Linked DNA regions of Mus musculus: region 1 is linked to region 2. The links are chromatin contacts, called in public Hi-C maps. All regions are on one chromosome and are shown on one strand. Each heading gives the region's core, a stretch centred on a gene start, on an enhancer-like site or on the middle of the called end of the contact. The rest is flanking DNA. Distances are from core to core; before and after follow the strand shown.

Region 1 (4,120 bases), core at 1,140-3,639, 67 kb before region 2:
GATTTGAATGTTTCCATTCCTCATAGAGGATCCCCTCTTCTCTGCTCTTAACAGTACCTTCTGGGTCTCCTCATGTCCCACAGTTCCTCCAACTGACTGCTCCCCTAAAGGGGAATGAGTCACCCCGTTCCCACTGTGTTCCTTGTGAGTCACCCCATTCCCACTGTGTTCCTAAGGAACATGCACACATAGCCCAGTGTCTTGTGATACTTTGACATTACTTCTGTGTGGAACATATCACACATAAAGAAAAGCTTAGAGATTTTATAACAAACACTTGTATCTCCACAAAGATGTTTCCACCAATATGCGTGCTCTTCTCTCTCTTTCTCTCTCTCCCTCTCTCTCTCCTTCCCTCTCTCTCCCTCTCTGTGTGTTTACCAGACATGCATGTAGTAGCCCTTTCCGCACACAGATCCCATTGTCCTTGCTATGTCTAGAAAACAATTTGTGCACCGCCTTCTTGTTCCTTTTTGGACAGTTTCATTATATATATGTTCACTCTTTGTTTTGTTTGTTTGTTTGTTTTTGTTTTTCGAGACAGGGTTTCTCTGTGTAGCCCTGGCTGTCCTGGAACTCACTCTGTAGACCAGGCTGGCCTTGAACTCAGAAATCCACCTGCCTCTGCCTCCCAAGTGCTAGGATTAAAGGCATGCACCACCACTGCCCGGCATATATGTTCACTCTTACAAGTGATTTATTCTTGACAGTTTTTAAAGATGTACTACCACTTATATATAGCAGTTTCCTTTTCTGCTAAGTATTGTATTTATTTATGGGACCTGACGATGTTGATATATTTGTAATTGTGTCTGTGTCATCCCCATCTGCTGATGTGAGCAGTGGCGTGGCCTGTGTCTGTTTTTATAGCGTACTGTGTACACTGAGTAAGAAGGCTCCTGCAAGCACATTTCCAGTGCCTTAGTAATGGGGATCTAGCACTACATAAAGCTATGACAAAGTTTCTCCTCCACCCCCATATACCACCTGCCTCTTCATTTACTCTCATCAAGAGACACCACTGGGTCCCTGGGGCATGCTGATTTGCCTGGAATGGCCCTAAGAATCAACATTATTGTCCTGAAAATGTTGCTGCACAAGTGCCAATAAGGAAAGTGGAAATTGCTATTTCAGATTTTGTTTATCACGCTGGCCTATCAAATTCTGTCAATTCTGATGTGAGACTGACCTGAGCACAAGACTTTTCAGCATTCACTAAATTACCTGAGAACCTTTTAAAAATTATATCTGACTCTGTCTCTTGTTATCTGTCTCTCTGTACACCTATGGGCCAGAGGTCAACTACAGGTGTGTTAGTCAGTTGCTCTCCACCTAGTTTTTTGAGACAAATCTTTCACTGGCCTGGGGATTCACCAAATGGGCTAGGCTGAGTGACTAGCTAGCCCCAGGACCCACCCTGGCTCCACCTCCCCAGCACTGGGACCACAAGTGCCTGCTATTAGGACTGATTTTGTTGTTGTTATTTTGTTGTTGTTGTTGTTTTGTGGGTTCTGGGGATGTAACTCAGGTTCTTCCGCTTGTATAGCAAATGTTTTACCAACAGAACTGTATCTTCAGCCCATATGTTCTCACCGTAGCCATTTATAAACATAAGGGTCAGTAGTGTCAAGTACAATCACTTGCAACAGGGCCAACGTTGCTGTATGTCCTGTGAGCTACCAAGAGAACCAAATGAAGCCATGGACTCTAAGTTGAAGATGGACAAAAAGAAAGATAGGTAAAACCCTGTAACAAAGAGAAACGCAATCACGATTAATTGAATACAGGCTCTTCCATTAAAATGCTGTGTGACTAAGTAAGACATCCAACCTTTCTGAGAGTTCTTCTCCCTGTTGGGAAAAAATAAAATTGTGTTTAGATGACCTCTAAAGAAATCTTTCAGCTCCTCAAGCCGTGCATATAGCAAAGGGAGTGGGGAGCCCTCTAAGCGGAAGATGAGGCATGTCACCAGCGAGCACAAGCTCCGTCTGTTTATAGTAAGGTCTCGGTGGAGAGGACGCGAAGTGTGCACCTGCTTCGCCGGTCAGAGTGCAGCGTTGCAACAGACCGGGTGTCCCTTGCTACCTGTGCGCGGCACTACCCTTCACCGTGAGTCCCCGAGGTCCGAGGTTGGCACACTGGCTTCCGCACTGGACCCGCACTGAGAACTTGGCTCAGGCGGACTTTGCAAGAAGGACTGGGCACATGTTGGATGAATGCCTCCAGCGCTGGGAACCACCAAACCGACGCGCGGCGCTCAAGACGTCACTATCACCTAGGACGCCAGGCTGAGAACAACGAAGCCGGTCAGCGCTGCACAGCCAGGAGCTGGATAGGAGGCTGACCGTAGCGCGCATGCGCGGCACGTGCGCGCGCACCTCCCTCCCCGGGCCGCGCGCCTCGACGCTCGCGAAGGCTCGGCGCGCCTGCGGTCCTCGGCCGCTCGGGGAACCTGAGGGACGCGCGGCTGCCTGCGGGGCCAGCGGCGCTGCCCGGGAGAGCCCGGAGGCCGGCGGTGAGGTGAGTCGTGCGGCCGACGTTTCCTCCGGGGCCGGGAGGGCGGGAGAGGAGCGTTGCGTGTGGAGAGCGCCGAGGCGCCTGCCCCAGCCCAGCCGCCCCTCGTCAGGCGGCGCTCGCTGCTCGCGTCGCGGCCGAACAAAAGCCCGAGGCCGGCGCTGCCGAGGCGGGCGCGGAGCTGCGGCTGGCGAGCGGCCCGGCCGGAGCCGGGTCGGAGTGGGCGGCGCGGAGTTCGGGGCCGCGGCCGCTCTAAGCGAGGATGCCCTGGGAAAGCGGCGGGGCCGGTACGTCCCGCCCGCGCCGGGCAACCTGTGCGAGTGTGGACGCGGCGGGTCCCCGCGCCGGTCGCCTGCGGGGAGCGAGGCCGGGCCCAGCCGGTTTCTGCGCTCGGCGCCGCGGGGGCGTGGGCGGGAGGACGATGCGCCGAGCTCCGGCGCCGCTGCTTCCCTGCAGCCCCCGGCCGACCCCTGACACCCAGCGCCCAAAAGTTGTCCCTTGCTGCCCATCAGTTTGCAAAGTCGGAGGCTCCCAGCGCCGCGCGCTCCCCAGGTACCCCCGCGGTGGGGACTCGGGGTCGGCAGATTTGCCCTGGGATGCGGCGTGAATTCCTAGCCTCTGGAATAAAGGCACTGAGATGCGGGTAACGTTAAGGTTGTAAACATCCCATAGGCTTTTCGCATCTTGGGACTCTTGGAGGTAGGGACTTCCTCAAGGGAAGAGGAGAGGGCTTTTTCATTTTTCTTTTCTCCTCCCTTTTCCTATTCTTTCCCTCTTGTGGGTAGAAAAAGAACAAAAGCACATGCCATTAATTAGGCAGAAGAGACTTAAAGTTGAAAAACGTCTCGAGAGGTCTGGGTTTTCGCCCAATGATAGAATCACAATTTTTAGCTCCCTTCTGAATTTCTCAGACTGCCGAACAGACGCACCAGCTTAAATCTCACGGTGGGAAAGTCCTTCAGTACATCCAGAATGTTTGTTGATGGGAATTGGGTTGCTTTGCAAAACCAGTACATGAGAGCAGGGAAACAAAGACCAGCTGGGCTTAAGGATGCCACCTCCCTTCTCAGCCTGCTTTGGTCCTCGGTGGTCTACTGGGCATAATGGGCTAGAAGAGGACTAGATAAATCTAGTTGTGTATTAAGAAGCGGGTACTCAAGTTGTGCATGATAATGGCTCATGCCTGTAATTTGAGTAATCGGAAACTAAAGCAAGAGAATCTCCGAAAGTTACAGGCCAGAATAGGCTGTGTAGTGGACCACTTTCTCAAAAAGAAAGGAGGCGATAAGACCTTACATTCTCTCTCTACCTTTAAACAAATCAGTGTCGTCGTCGTCGTCCCCCCTCCACCCCCGAAACAACACATTTTCTTGAACCACAGCATAAAGGTAAAAAGATTCAGGGTTAAGGAGCCAGGGAAAGGAGTGTAAATATTTGGAAGGATAAAACCGAGATAAACTATAACCCGGTTGCAGCTCTTCCCTAGACTTAGTAAAACAGTGGGTAGTGTTGATCTGTCTGCCCCCAAATGCTTTGAAACTGTTAGCAAAATAGGCATATTTTTAAATAAAGTCTAGAATTCTCTTTCATCTTTCCTGTTTTTTTT
Region 2 (4,432 bases), core at 1,869-4,368:
CGCTAGACTACAATTGCTTTCTCTAATCTAATTCTAATCCTATTTATCTTTAGTAATTATACTGATACAGAATAATGCTTATCTTTCAAGATCCAAATCTGAGAGAGAAAAAACAATATTAAAAGTCTGTTCAGACCGCCATTTTAGTAGACATAGGAGTTTAGTTAACTTATAGTCAGCACATAGTAGTAAGTATGTTTATCCCTGTGTTCTCTAACTAGGAAGTCTGGCTTTAAAGGTTTTTTAAAGTTTCCTCTAATATTTTGATCAAAGGTCGAGGGAGTACAAAATGCATTAAGTTCAATATATTTAACTATGTTGAATGATAAGTTATATTTACCTTTTTACCTAAATAGTCACCAGAAACCTATCTTGCCCTTTTCGGGGATTTTTGGGGGGATGGTAGAATTGTTTATAATTGACTCTAGTTTTATTAGCACCACTTCCCATAGTTAAAAATGTTTTCTACTGTCTAATAATTCAAAAGTTTAAAATTTGCCAGGGGTAGTGACACACATCTTAGCACTCCGGAGGCCGAGGCAGGAGAATCTCTTGTGAGGTCATCCTGATCTTCATAGTGAGTTCCAGGGCAGTTAGGACTATATAGAAGACCTTGTCTCAAAAAAGAAATAAAGATTAAGAAATCTTAAGGTAAAGATAATTAAAAATTAGTAATTTTTATTTATAAATATTCAGTGTTCTATTATTCTACTCATTACCACTATCGAATTAGTACTTTTGACTTTTTCGAGCTTGTTATATTTCTTAAAGCAGATAAGTGTATTATTTTATTAGTAGTATTATGGCCTTAAGCTTTTTGGTATATAATCGGGCTTGCTCAAATTTGCAGACTTTTAGATGATTCTTTGTTTTTGCTACCTGGCTTTTTAAAATTTAGAACTCAATGGCTTTGTTTTGGCAAGGTTTTAGTTAATAACTAGTAAGAATGCATTGTGTTATTTTAAAAAATATCCAAGGATTTTTGAGTCAGGAAAGCTGATATCTAGTTTTGCCTCTCCTTTCAGTGAGCTCTGTTAACCCGATAGAGCATTTTTGTTTGCAGTTGAAAGGAATTCAGGAATTAGATTAGGAGTCTCAGATTCCACCAGACTCTAATTTGTTTCTCCCTTGACCATTTTATAGTCATTGTTGAGAGCTCACTTGTATTGTCTTCCCATAAACTCTGTTTGCTCGATCAGCTTACTCAGCTAAGGCAGCTGCACTCTAGGACCCCAGTGTTAGAAAAGTATCCTGACAGTGGGCTCCATTTCCAGCCCCCTCACAGACTGGCTCAGGCTGATCTCAGAGGCTTAGGTGTATATCCCAGGCTGGCTTTGAGCTCATGGAACTCTCACCCTTGCCAGGCAAGTGCTGGGATTTCAGACATGCCACCATGTTCTAACTTAAGCGATTTTTAAAAGAGGAAAATTATAGATAATAAAAGTAAAAGAAGTTATAAATACCAGGCATGGCTTTTAATGGGAAAAATTTAGATGTCAACATAAGTTGATAAACAAAAGAAATGACATGATATTTTTGATATTTGTTCTCTTAATTATGAATATAGATTTTCTAGTCCAGCCCTCATACCAAATGCATTCTGTAGAGCTGTAGTGTAGCTCATTGGGAGAGTACCTCCCTAGCATGTGTTCAAAATAAAATCAGTGATGAACAGATCGCTGACAGCACCGGTCCCTTTGCTAATTAAAAGGCTGTCAGGTTTTTCCAGCTTTCATTAGTGTTGTTTTTGCTGCTGCTGCTGCTGCTACTGCTACTACTACTATTACTATTATTTTGGTTTTTCAAGACAATGTTTCTCTGTGTAGTCCTGGCTGTCCTGGAACTTGCTCTGTAGATCAGGCTGACCTTGAACTCAGAGATCTGGTTGCCTCTGCCTCCCACGTGAGAGGCTTAAAGTTATGTGCCACCACTGCCCAGATTGATTATAAAGTCTAAAGAACTTAGAGAAATGGAATAGAACTCTTTAACTGCCTCCTCAACTTCATTGAATATGTGTAGTTGCAGATTGCCACAGAAAAGCGATGACCGATTTTAAAATATTAGCAGGATTAGGATTTAGCTCAGCAATAGACAGGGCCATGGGTTCAGTCCCAGCATTGAAAATAAAACTCATAAAATATTGTTAGAGATAAATGTGACTTGTTATTGTTCATTTGTCCTGGCTTTGCAGAGAATATTACCATAAAGTTCCCTTAATTCTCCTGGGGCCAGTGAGATGACGTGGCAGGTACTGGCACTTGCTGCCGTGCCTGACAGTGTTGGTTTCTAGCCTAGACACTCATATGATGGGGGAGAGAACAGACTCCCACAAGTTGTCCTTTGACCTCCACATGCGGGTTGTAGTGCACATGCACACACATAAACAAAATAAATTAATAAAAAATTGTAAGTAGTCTTTAATAAAACAGATTCCAATAGCTTCATCCTTTCAATAGAATTCTCTTGTAAATTAATGACGCTTTACATGAATTGGATCAAGGAAATCTCACTTGCTATCTTCTAATCTTATGTGTTTGGATGTTCTGCCTGGATCTGTGTCTGTGTACCATTTGAATGCCTGGCACTGAGGGATCCCCTGAAATAAGGCTATAGAGGGTTGTGTGCCACTATGTGGGTGCTGGGAATCTAACCCCAGTCCTGAAAGATCTTCTAACCACTGAGCCATTCCTCCAGCCCACCCAGTTGGAAGGTGGGTTTCTTAGCTCTGACTGTCTGCATCCCTTCAGACATCTTGAATGCCTTGGACTGTAGACATACAGTGTACAGTTGAGACTGAAGTCTGATGAGTTCATAGCATTAGGAAGTAGGTATAGGTTGATGTACTGGTTTCTAGTGGGATTTTTTTTCTAACTATGTCAGCTTTGTTGCCCCTCCCATCCCCTTTGGTTCTGGTGAACAAGCATGTGCTAGGCAGCCATTCTACCAGTGAGCTATATACACAGCCTCAGCGCCTATTAGATTTCCTTAGCTACATTTAATCCCTTGTCTTAGGTCTGTCACTGGTTCTCAGAAATTAGATGCTCAGTCTCTCAGAGAGTCCTATGGCCATATGCTGCATAATGATGCTTTAGTCATTTTTAGTTAGGAAACACATGGCAGCCTAAGGCAAGAGGATCCCAAGGTTAAGTCCTGTTTCAGACACCCTGTCCATACAGCAGTGGTCCCATAGGGTCATATCACTTAGTAACATCATAGGCATGTGATTCGGTGAGTGCATGCTCTGACGTTGCAAAGTGACCCAGTTGCTTAGCAACATATTCCTCGGATGTATTCTGCCATTAACCATAACCGTTAACATTTTTTTAAATTGTCTCTAAAAACAGCACATTTATTTTCAGTTTTCTGGCTCTTACAAGTCCTTGTTGTTGCATACATTGACTATGAAGTCCAGTTTCAATGAATATTGGGGATTGATAATGAGAAGTTCTATAAGAAAAAAAAGTAACCCTAGAGGGGTGGTTTATAGTTATCCTTCTTTTCTTTTTCTGTTTGTCTAGCCACCCTTCCACCCTCAGTTTTGAAAAGCTGGCACATCTCTTCCCTCAGCCCTGTCTCAGGTCATTTTCCCAGAACTAATCGTGTCAGCAGAAGCACTTACTATGAAATCATTTTTTTAAAGAAATCTGCACAGTAGATTTTTACATTGAGCTGAGATGAATATGCCTTGAAAATAATATAAGTGTGAAATTGTTTAAATCATAAAATGGATTCTCTAGCATGAAAATGTTTGTTTAAGCTAAGTGTGGGGACTCACACTGGAATCCCAGTCTCTTGAGAGGCTAAGACAGAAGAATTATACATTTAAGGCCATCTTGTGCTGCATGGTATATAATTATAGGCCAACCTGAGCTACATAGTAAGACCGTGTCAAAAACCAAGTAGAGGGAGAAGGGGAAAGGCATTCAGACTCTGGAAGCTGAATAAATGTGGATTTTGTTATCATTTCTCTTTTTATAGTGCTCCAACTTCCCCAGAACCATCCAGCTTCTCGTGTTTTATGTTTGCTTTATTATTTCCCCTGGGACTAGGGCCTTGCCTGCTACCAGAGCCTTGCATATATTCGGCAAGTGTTCCAGCTCACCAGACCTTGGTCTTTTCTATCAGGTATCAAGGCCTTGAACTTGCTGTGTTGTGTAGACTAGCCTTGAAGCTTACATTCTTCCCGCATGGCCTCCTGAGTGCCAAGGTTGCAGTCGTGAGCTTCTCATGTACTTAACATCAGCTTATATTTTTCCTTCCTTCCTTTCCTTCCTAATTGTGTGTGTGTGTGTGTGTGTGTGTGTGTGTGTGTGTGTGTGTGTGTGTCTGTCTGTGACGAATGTGGAACCAGGCCTTTCTTTTATTATCCACACCTTCTGCCACTGAACCATATCTCCAGCCCTTTAATACCAACTGCAAACAGCTTTTCTGC

What was found. A called contact is a pair of places that touch in the nucleus more often than the background predicts.
Region 1: a contact with region 2 is called in a Hi-C map of olfactory sensory neurons, with 1.5 times the contacts expected there. The contact joins the promoter of Fzd3 here to the enhancer-like site in region 2. A contact is called at or near these places in 11 of 39 promoter capture datasets (the 3T3-L1 cell line, the HPC-7 cell line, the SN4741 cell line and 7 more), 8 of 484 Hi-C or Micro-C datasets (the AML12 cell line, B cells, the P5424 cell line and 4 more), 3 of 115 datasets of contacts at active chromatin or transcription factors (embryonic forebrain, embryonic stem cells and forebrain) and 4 of 9 other capture datasets (adipose tissue, embryonic stem cells, liver and 1 more).

Annotation. Positions count from the first base shown.
Region 1 is chr14:65,260,732-65,264,851 of GRCm38.p6, reverse strand. Fzd3 (frizzled class receptor 3) reads left to right here and starts at 2,389. Exons shown (of 7, transcript NM_021458.2): 1 at 2,389-2,520.
Region 2 is chr14:65,194,602-65,199,033 of GRCm38.p6, reverse strand. Fzd3 (frizzled class receptor 3) reads left to right here. Exons shown (of 7, transcript NM_021458.2): 7 at 1-4,432. Among named protein-coding and RNA genes, the nearest start is that of Gm30008, 22 kb to the right of the region's middle. Within about 2 kb of position 3,118, at least 16 of the 459 cell types and tissues checked have an H3K27ac peak or open chromatin away from gene starts, as enhancers often do. A contact at or near this core is called in B cells and olfactory sensory neurons, where this site is marked.